Regions from separate parts of the Danio rerio genome. Here region 1 is linked to region 2. The links are chromatin contacts, called in public Micro-C maps. All regions are on one chromosome and are shown on one strand. Each heading gives the region's core, a stretch centred on a gene start, on an enhancer-like site or on the middle of the called end of the contact. The rest is flanking DNA. Distances are from core to core; before and after follow the strand shown. Region 1 holds the start of wipf2b (WAS/WASL interacting protein family, member 2b). Region 2 holds the start of krt1-19e (keratin, type 1, 19e).

Region 1 (4,268 bases), core at 1,085-3,584, 260 kb before region 2:
ATTTTGTCCAGCATTACTGCATCAACAGAAACACACATTTATTTTAATGCATTTTTTGCAATATTATTATTATATAATTTTCTGTGATACAAACATCAATTTCATCATAATTGATAATATTATAATATCAAAATAGTATATTATAATATCAAAACTAATAAGCATTATAATGGCAGTTGTCAGTACATAATCCTTCTCAAATTAGTTTAATGGTGATTTTGTTACTCTAAAATGATTATCAATCTGGATTTCAGTGGAAACTGCTATTTTTTAGAATAATTTTATTGACTAAAATCACAGCATTCATTTGCTGCTCAATTTTTGTCACAATATTACACAATTATTTTCTGTGATACAAACATGAATTCAATCATAATTAATAATATTATAAATATCAAAATAGTATATTATAATGTCAAAATTAATAAGTAATAAGTTGCAAGTACAATATGGTCCTTCATAAATCATTTTAATATGCAGATTTGCTACTTAAAAAACATTTACCGATTATCAATATAGATTCAGTGGAAACTGCTATTTTTTTAATTTAAATAACTGTATTGACTAAAATGACAGCATTTAATTGCTTCTCAATATTTTTTTATATACAAACCATGATACGTTTGTCCAGTATTACTGCATCAACAGAAACAAGAAAAACATTTTTAAAGCATTTTTCGCATTATTACACAATTATTTTCTGTGATACAACATAAATTTAATCATGATTAATAATATTAAAATAGTATATTATGATGTCAAAATTAATAATACGTGTCATTATAAGTTGCCAACATGACTCTTCACAAATCATTTTAATATGCAGATGTGCTACTTAAAAATAGATTTAAAGATTATCAATATGGATTTCTGTGGAAACTGCTATATTTCTATTATTATATTGACTAAAATTACAGCATTTATTTGCCGCTCAATATTGTTTTTATAGAAACTATGATCCATTTTATCCACTATTACTGCATCAACAGAAACATGAAAAATAATATTTTTTAAGTATTTATTCGTAATATTACACAATCAATTTCTGAATAACTGAATGCATGCTTGGAGTGGAAAAGCACCAACTACTCACTAAAAAAATATTGACCCTCTGTCCATTTCAAGATTGAGGTAAAGGTAGTTTTATATTTGAACATTCGTTCATTTAACAGTCTCTGTATTGTTTAACACGCTAATTTGAATATTCGGTCAGAATTAAAATGCAAGTATGACTTTAAAACCACATTAGCACTATCTAATGGACTGTAAACAATGTTGTACTTTGATAATCATTGGCTGCTTACACGATTTCCCTATTTAAAATTTGCAAAGAATACTTTTCTGAGATTATATTATTAAGGAGAATGTCTGAATATCCGGATATAAAACATACTTTACCTCTATCATTTCAAGTTGGTTTTATATTCATACATTAGTTTTATTTTCTCCTTATATTGTTTACCTACGCTACTTTAATTATATGGTCTGAAATGTCATGCAAGTACGACTTCAAAACAACATTAGCACTATTTAATTGACCGTGAACAATGTTAGTCATGGGCTGCTAATATGAGTTTCCTATTTTATTAGAATTCACAAATAATACTTTTGAGAAATTAGATTATATTATTAAGGAGAAAGTCTGAATGTGCAAATATAGCACCATGTTTTGCCTCATTTGCATTGACAATCTGAAAATCTTGCATATGATATACATTGTCCTCGTTAACGGATCAACCACTGCAGCTCAGATAACATGAATGAAGCTTAACGGGATTTCCTTATTTCTAACCTGACCAGTTTTCAAGGAAGAAACATGGAAGCTACATTACAACCAGTTTAAATTAACGTATACATTTATGTTGGATGTCCGTTTTTCTGATGCCCATGAGAGCTAATTAGAATAATGTTTAACGTCACGGTATCATAAATCAGTGTAGCTGCTCTGGAAATCTAGAGGAAAACTAATTGTGTGCTATGTAAACAACACTGCCTGCAGTCTAACGCATACTTTATTCAGCTAATTTCAGCTATAAAACCAATAAATACGTGTGGTTAAATTAGGTTTATGCATGACTCGTTATTTACTCGTACATGTATTTATTTGTGAATTAGCTAGACTTTAGCCTTAGCTTAGCTTGGCCTCAGCAGGTGCGTCGGTCACGTCAAGACGTTTTCTGCCAAACTGACCGACGCTGCGTGAGAAAAAAAATGTCCCGTTTTGTCGAGCTTGGCGTAATTTGTTTATGCAATGTATTAAAACAATGTTCGTGCCTACTTTTTTCCGGAATGTCCAATGTTTTCGCAAACCGACTTCCCCTCAGACATGATCCCGCGCATCAATCGCCTTGATTTGCTCCCCAGTTCGGACCGGAAATGGCGTCACAGTAGGTCTTCACGTGAAAATGTTTATTGATTTTAAAAGCCTCTGTTTTTTAGAAATATCGAACGCAAAGCAAAGATAATCTGATGTACTTGTGAACCTTTTTTCTTTTAGCTGTAAAAATGTGCGGTAAGATGTATCGTAAATGTATCTTTTATTAACAAGTTGCATTTTTATATTGTTTTTAATCTTTAATATGCCACAGACCACAAATCATCCTTATGTGAATACTATAAATACTATAATATGACATGGGTTAAACTATGACTTGGAAAGAAATTCGTTTGTAATTAATTACAGTAAAACATTTATAGTCATTATAGTAGCTGGTGTATTTGGTCAGTTATTTTTCACATTTAATTATTTTTTTTCTTTTACGTTTTAATATAAATCTACTGTTAAATGTTGGCTGCTTATTTGAATTTTGCTCATCTTTTTTATATTACAAGTATTAGAATAGTATAATTACATTTTTGTTTGTTTCTTTTATACTGTTTAACACAGTAAAATATTTTCATTTATATTTTCATTAATTCATGACAATTTGACAATTTTGAATTTTTGATCATTAAGACTTTCATAGTAAAATGTAATTTATTATTTTTATCTATATTTTAAAAGCTTTGTTCAGACATTCAAGGTTCTTGTTAAATTTTTGAGTTCATTCTGTTTCAAATTTTGCTCTGTTCTCTCAATTTCAATTTCAATTTAATAATTGCTTTATTGGCATGACAAATGTATTGCCAAAGCATTTATAAAGTTTACATTAAAAAAAGAACATTATATATATATATATATATATATATATATATATATATATATATATATATATATATATATATATTATAATATTATATAATATTATATAATATTATATAATATTATATAATATTATATTATATTACACACACACGCACACACAAACACAAGTATACTTACAATGACTCATTTATAATCATCTAGACGTGTGAGCTGGCATGTTCCCTGTAATGAATTATTAATTTTCTATTTGTCAAGTTAATTTGCCGATTTGCATTGTCTATTAAAATAATCTTAATACGATTAATTTCTTGCACAATAAAATGTAGTTGCGGGTGGTTCATAACGCTGTGGTGACCCCTGACTAACAAAGGGACTAAGCCGAAACGAAAGTGAATAAAAATGTAGTTGTGTGATGATGATGATGATGATGATGATGACGCTGCTGATTAACCAGGAATACTACATGCCGCCACGTGGTGGTGCTGGAGGATTAAATATATGCCCATCCCATGGTTTGTGTGGCTAACCTAATGATTATTTTTCTTTTCAGCTTAGTCTCTTTACTAATCAGGGGTCGCCAAAGCAGAATGAACCGCCAACTTATCCAGCATGTTTTACCAGCGGATGCACTTCCAGCTGCAACCCATCACTAGAAAACACCCATACACTCTTATTCACACACTAAGTCCAACTTATTCAATTCACATATAGCGCATATCTTTGAACTGTGGGGCAAACCTGACACATGGAGGAAACCCACGCCAACACGAGGAGAACATGCAAACACAGAAATGCCAACTGATCCAGCTGGGGCTTGAACCAGCGATCTTCTTGCGGCGAGGATGGCATCGCTACCCGTTGTGTCATCGCGCCGTCAAATGTCAAATAAATAAATATTTTTAAAAATGCGTATGTGTATATAAATAAATAAATGTAACAATAGAATAATAAAAAGCAATATATAATAATAAAACAAATATATAGTATATTTTTAATTCAAATTAATCCTAAATCATTTGTATGTTTAATTTTTTATTTGTACACACACCCACTCACACACACACACACACACACACACACACACACACACACACACACACACACACACACACACACACACACA
Region 2 (4,385 bases), core at 982-3,481:
TCAAGTAACATCAAGCGCTCAGAATTCAGGCAAAACAATATACAGTGTACAGGGAATGTGGAACATTATTAAATCTGCTAATTTAATATAAGAGGGGGCTAATGCAAATCCTACTTAGCACTTCAGTATAAGAACTGAAGACACATAATAACTATAAAATGCACCATAAATTTCTTTTTATGAAAATTCTTGCACTTCAGCTTCACTGCCTAAGGGAGGAATTTAACGTTGTTTAAACTTGGTGAGAAACACACAGGTACATGCACAAACATGAGCTTCAAACTATCTTTATAGTAAAATTGCTAAACAAGTCACTGAAGTCAAATCATGAGTTACCAACGAGGTCAGCTTACATCATAGCGTCTTGTTTAATTATAGGCCTATTCTTTTCCAATTCAATGGGTGTTCTGTATTCATATCTTCATTTGTTCATTCCCCATCTTCAGTTACTCAACCTTATCCAACACAGCTCACAAGCATGAACGGCTGGTGTTCAAACTCTGCACATCTTTATATTCATTTTCTTTTCGGCTTAGTCCATTTGTTATTCAGGGGTCACCACAGCGGAATGAACTGCTGACTTATCCAGCATAAGTTTTATGCAGCGGATGCCCTTCCAGCTACAACCCATTACTGGGAAACACCCATACACACTCATTCACACACATACACTATGGACAATTTAGCTTTCCAAATTCACCTATACTGCATGTCTTTGGATTTGTGGGGGAAACCGGAACACCCGGAGGTACCCCACGCCAACACAGAGAGAACATGCAAACTCAACACAGAAATGCCAACTGACCTAGCCGAGGCAAACCAGCGACCTGGTTTGCTCATTTGACCTGGTAGCTCATTTTTAAAATGAGTGCATCATTTGATGAGTCAGTTAATGGCCTATGATTTATAAGTTCTTACTGGCATTTAATTGAAGAACCTTTAACATTGTATTTGGAAAAAGTGTATTAAAATGTTCTTTAAAAAATTGCTCACTGAATGGTTCCCAGGGGAACTCTTTTTATGGCATCTGATGGCAATGATGCTTTAAAAGAATAATTTTTGGTTCCTCAAAGAATCTTTCCGTCAACATTTTTTTGAAGAACTATGTTTGTCGTTGTGTGAAGAACACATTTTATTAATTATTAATTACAATTATTAATGTTATTTTTATAATATAAATAACCGTTTCCAAAAAAATTCTTCGAATAGAAAAAGATTCAACAAATGTCACAGGATCTTTGAACCATCAAGTTCATTAAAGAACCTTTATTTTTTTTTAAGAATGCAACAGAAACACTGTAACACCCAACAGTCAACTTTATCAAATGAAATGAGTGTAGTAAACTCAAAATTTACTGAAAGTTTATACAACTCATTTAAAAAAGAATGTTGAACTCAGTGTTTAAGGTATAATGAATGAATTTACCTCATTACATTAAGTTCACAGTACTCATATAGGTTAGTTTTTTTTTACTAAAATGGTTTGTAGCGATCAGTTTCCTCAAACGGTTTGAGTTGCCTTAACTTATTGGTTTGTACAGTACTCAGTTAGTTTGAGTTCTCTTATTTTATTGGGTTTTACTGTGTTCAAACTGCTTTGTTTACTCAAATGGATTAAGTTCACAGTACTCATTAGTATTAGTTTTTGAACTTAAAGGGTTTTTTGCAATCGGTTTCCTCAAATGGTTTGAGTTACCTTAACCTTTTAGGATTTACAGTGCACAATTGAACTGAAATAAAGGTGTTCTGACAATAATCCCAGAACAACACTTTTTTCAGTGAAGAGTTCTTTGAACCATTTAGCGTGAAGGACATTTTAACAATCTAAAGAACCTTTTCCCCCGCAAAACAAATGTTTTGTGCAAAGTTTGCATGGATGTTAAAAGGTTCTTCATAGAGCAATCAATGCCAATAACGGTGCAACCTTGAATATACAAAGATTTTAGAGCGTGAGAGTGTTTACTACAGTAAATCCAGCACTAAAAACAAGAAAATGTTTGAACATGTACAGAGATATTCTCATCTGAGAAACTTTTGGAGGGGGAATGTAAGCGTGTATCTTACTTCCTGGAGGGGATGATCAGTCAACTGATTTTACATCTCAGCGTCACCTTTCACTTTACGTGATTTAAGCTGATAGAATTCCTTGCTGTCAGCAAGTTTTGAGGTCAGCAGGTCCTTCCTTGACAGCTTCACCAGCGTATAAAAGAACTCAAAGCTTCTGCACTGTACTCACTCTTCAGGCAGAGCAGAGTAAGACACCAACCACCATCCACATGGCTACCACCTTCTCCAGCGGAAGCTTCGTTTCCAGCAGGTCCTCCATGGGCTCCTCGCGCCTCTCTTCTTCAGGTGGAGGAGGTGGCCGCATCAGCGCCATGAGGTCTGGCAGTGTGTATGGAGGTGCAGGAGGCGCAGGGGTCCGCATCTCCAGTGCATCCCGCTCCATGTCCGCAGCAGGATCAGGAGGTAACTTCGGCTTTGGAGGTGGATTTGGGTCTGCAGGTGGTGCTGGTGCAGGGTTTGGGGCTGGTGGAGGATTTGGTGCTGCAGCAGGAGGAGGATTCTGGGGAATCGGTGCCTCTGGAGCAGCAGATGACAGCATCATTGGCAATGAGAAGTTCACCTTGCAGAATCTCAACGACCGTCTGGCTTCATACCTGGACAAGGTGCGCTCTCTTGAGAAAGCCAATGCTGAGCTAGAGTTGAAGATACGGGAGTTCCTGGAGAACAAAATCTCTCCTACTGGAGCTGCACGTAACTACTCTGCCTTCGAGACTGTTGTCAGTGACCTCCAGGCTAAGGTAAGTCTAATTAGGCAGATCATTTGAGGTTACTGCTTATTTGTATAATACAACCACACCATAAAAAAGGCAAAATATTTATAATTTTTACTTCTCAGATCTTGGCCGCCATACAGCTGAATAACACTGTTCACCTCAGTATTGACAACTCCAGCTTGGCTGCGGATGACTTCAGAATAAAGTAATTCTTTTTACCATTAAAATCATTTTTACATTAAGATTATTTAAAGTGAACACTGGAAATTGGTTTTGAAACCAACTTAACTAAGAAATTCATAATAAATTTAGCAAACTTTCCAAAGAAATGTCAAGTAACACTTTGTATACAAGTGAAATTTTGAAGTAAAACTGCAATCATAACTGTTGTAAAATTGACTAAATAATACACACAGATATTCCAACGCAATCTCACTGCAATTCGGAAGTTTTTGATTTAGTGGCTAATTCGTATGAATTCGTAAGATCTAATTCGTACAATTTAGTACGATTTGCTCATGACCCAGTGACGGTTGAGGTTAGGCATGGGGTTGGGTGCCAGGCCTTCTTTTTAAAATCGTACATTTTCGTACAACTGAACTCGTATGAATTTGTAAGAATTAGCCACTAAACTGACAAAACATGAAATACTTACTGTACGTTTCCTCATGAGGTCAGGCTGGATATTCAGTACTTAACATTTGAAGTGGACCAATAACGGTTTTGAAACTGTCCAAAGTAAAGAATGGGTGGTGTTCACTAGCGTAAGGACAACTTTGATGAAAGACTTCCACTTCAAACATTGGCTACTGTGTATTTTATCCTGTTGTTTTTTGCTTTGCAGATATGAGAATGAGCTGAGCATGCGTCAGTCTGTGGAAGCTGACATCGCTGGGTTGAAGAATGTTCTCAGTGACCTCAACATGGGCCAAAAAGACCTCAATCTGCAGATCGAAGCCCTCACTGAGGAGCTGGCCTACATGAAGGCGAATCACCAGGAGGTAATAAATCATTACAAAACCTTTCAGGCTAGTAGAAAAACTCAAAATGTATGCTATCAAGAAGTTATATCCCGTTATTGATGAATCTCATACAATCTTTCCAATCTTCATTGAAGAAAAAAGGTTATTTAGAGATCTGAATCTACTTCAGAGTCAGAAATAAATATTAATTTAAGAACCATTTACTAAAAAATGCTTCTGAGAATCTAAAAAGGTGGCATTTTTTTAAAAATAGCGCAGTTCAACAATTTAGACAGGAGGTCAGGTCGGGTCAGCGTTATATCTTTAACCTCTAGATGTCACTGTTTTGTTACAAATTTTCATTCCATTCCATTCGAGGTCAAGGATAAACAGGTCATGCTGTGAAAGTGTTTTTAAAGAGATGTGATGTGTTTTCAGGACCTCTCGACCTCACGCGATCAAATGAGTGGACAGGTCAACGTGGAGGTTGATGCCGCACCACAGGAAGATCTCACCAAAGTTTTAGCTGACATACGCGAGCACTATGAGACTGTTGTGTCCAAGAGCCAGAGGGAACTTGAAGGCTGGTTCCAGCAGAAGGTTGGTTAAATTCATAACTTGACCCTGTATCAAAGGTGTCAAA

Evidence for each region. Hi-C and Micro-C count contacts between places; a contact is called where the count stands out from the background.
Region 1: a contact with region 2 is called in a Micro-C map of caudal fin, with 6 times the contacts expected there. The contact joins the promoter of wipf2b here to the promoter of krt1-19e in region 2. A contact is called at or near these places in 4 of 18 Hi-C or Micro-C datasets (caudal fin and embryo) and 1 of 4 datasets of contacts at active chromatin or transcription factors (embryo).

The regions. Positions count from the first base shown.
Region 1 is chr19:6,537,435-6,541,702 of GRCz12tu, reverse strand. wipf2b (WAS/WASL interacting protein family, member 2b) reads right to left here and starts at 2,334. Exons shown (of 8, transcript NM_001002165.1): 1 at 2,279-2,334.
Region 2 is chr19:6,278,247-6,282,631 of GRCz12tu, reverse strand. krt1-19e (keratin, type 1, 19e) reads left to right here and starts at 2,231. Exons shown (of 8, transcript NM_001114342.1): 1 at 2,231-2,804; 2 at 2,903-2,985; 3 at 3,625-3,781; 4 at 4,181-4,342. The coding sequence starts at 2,277.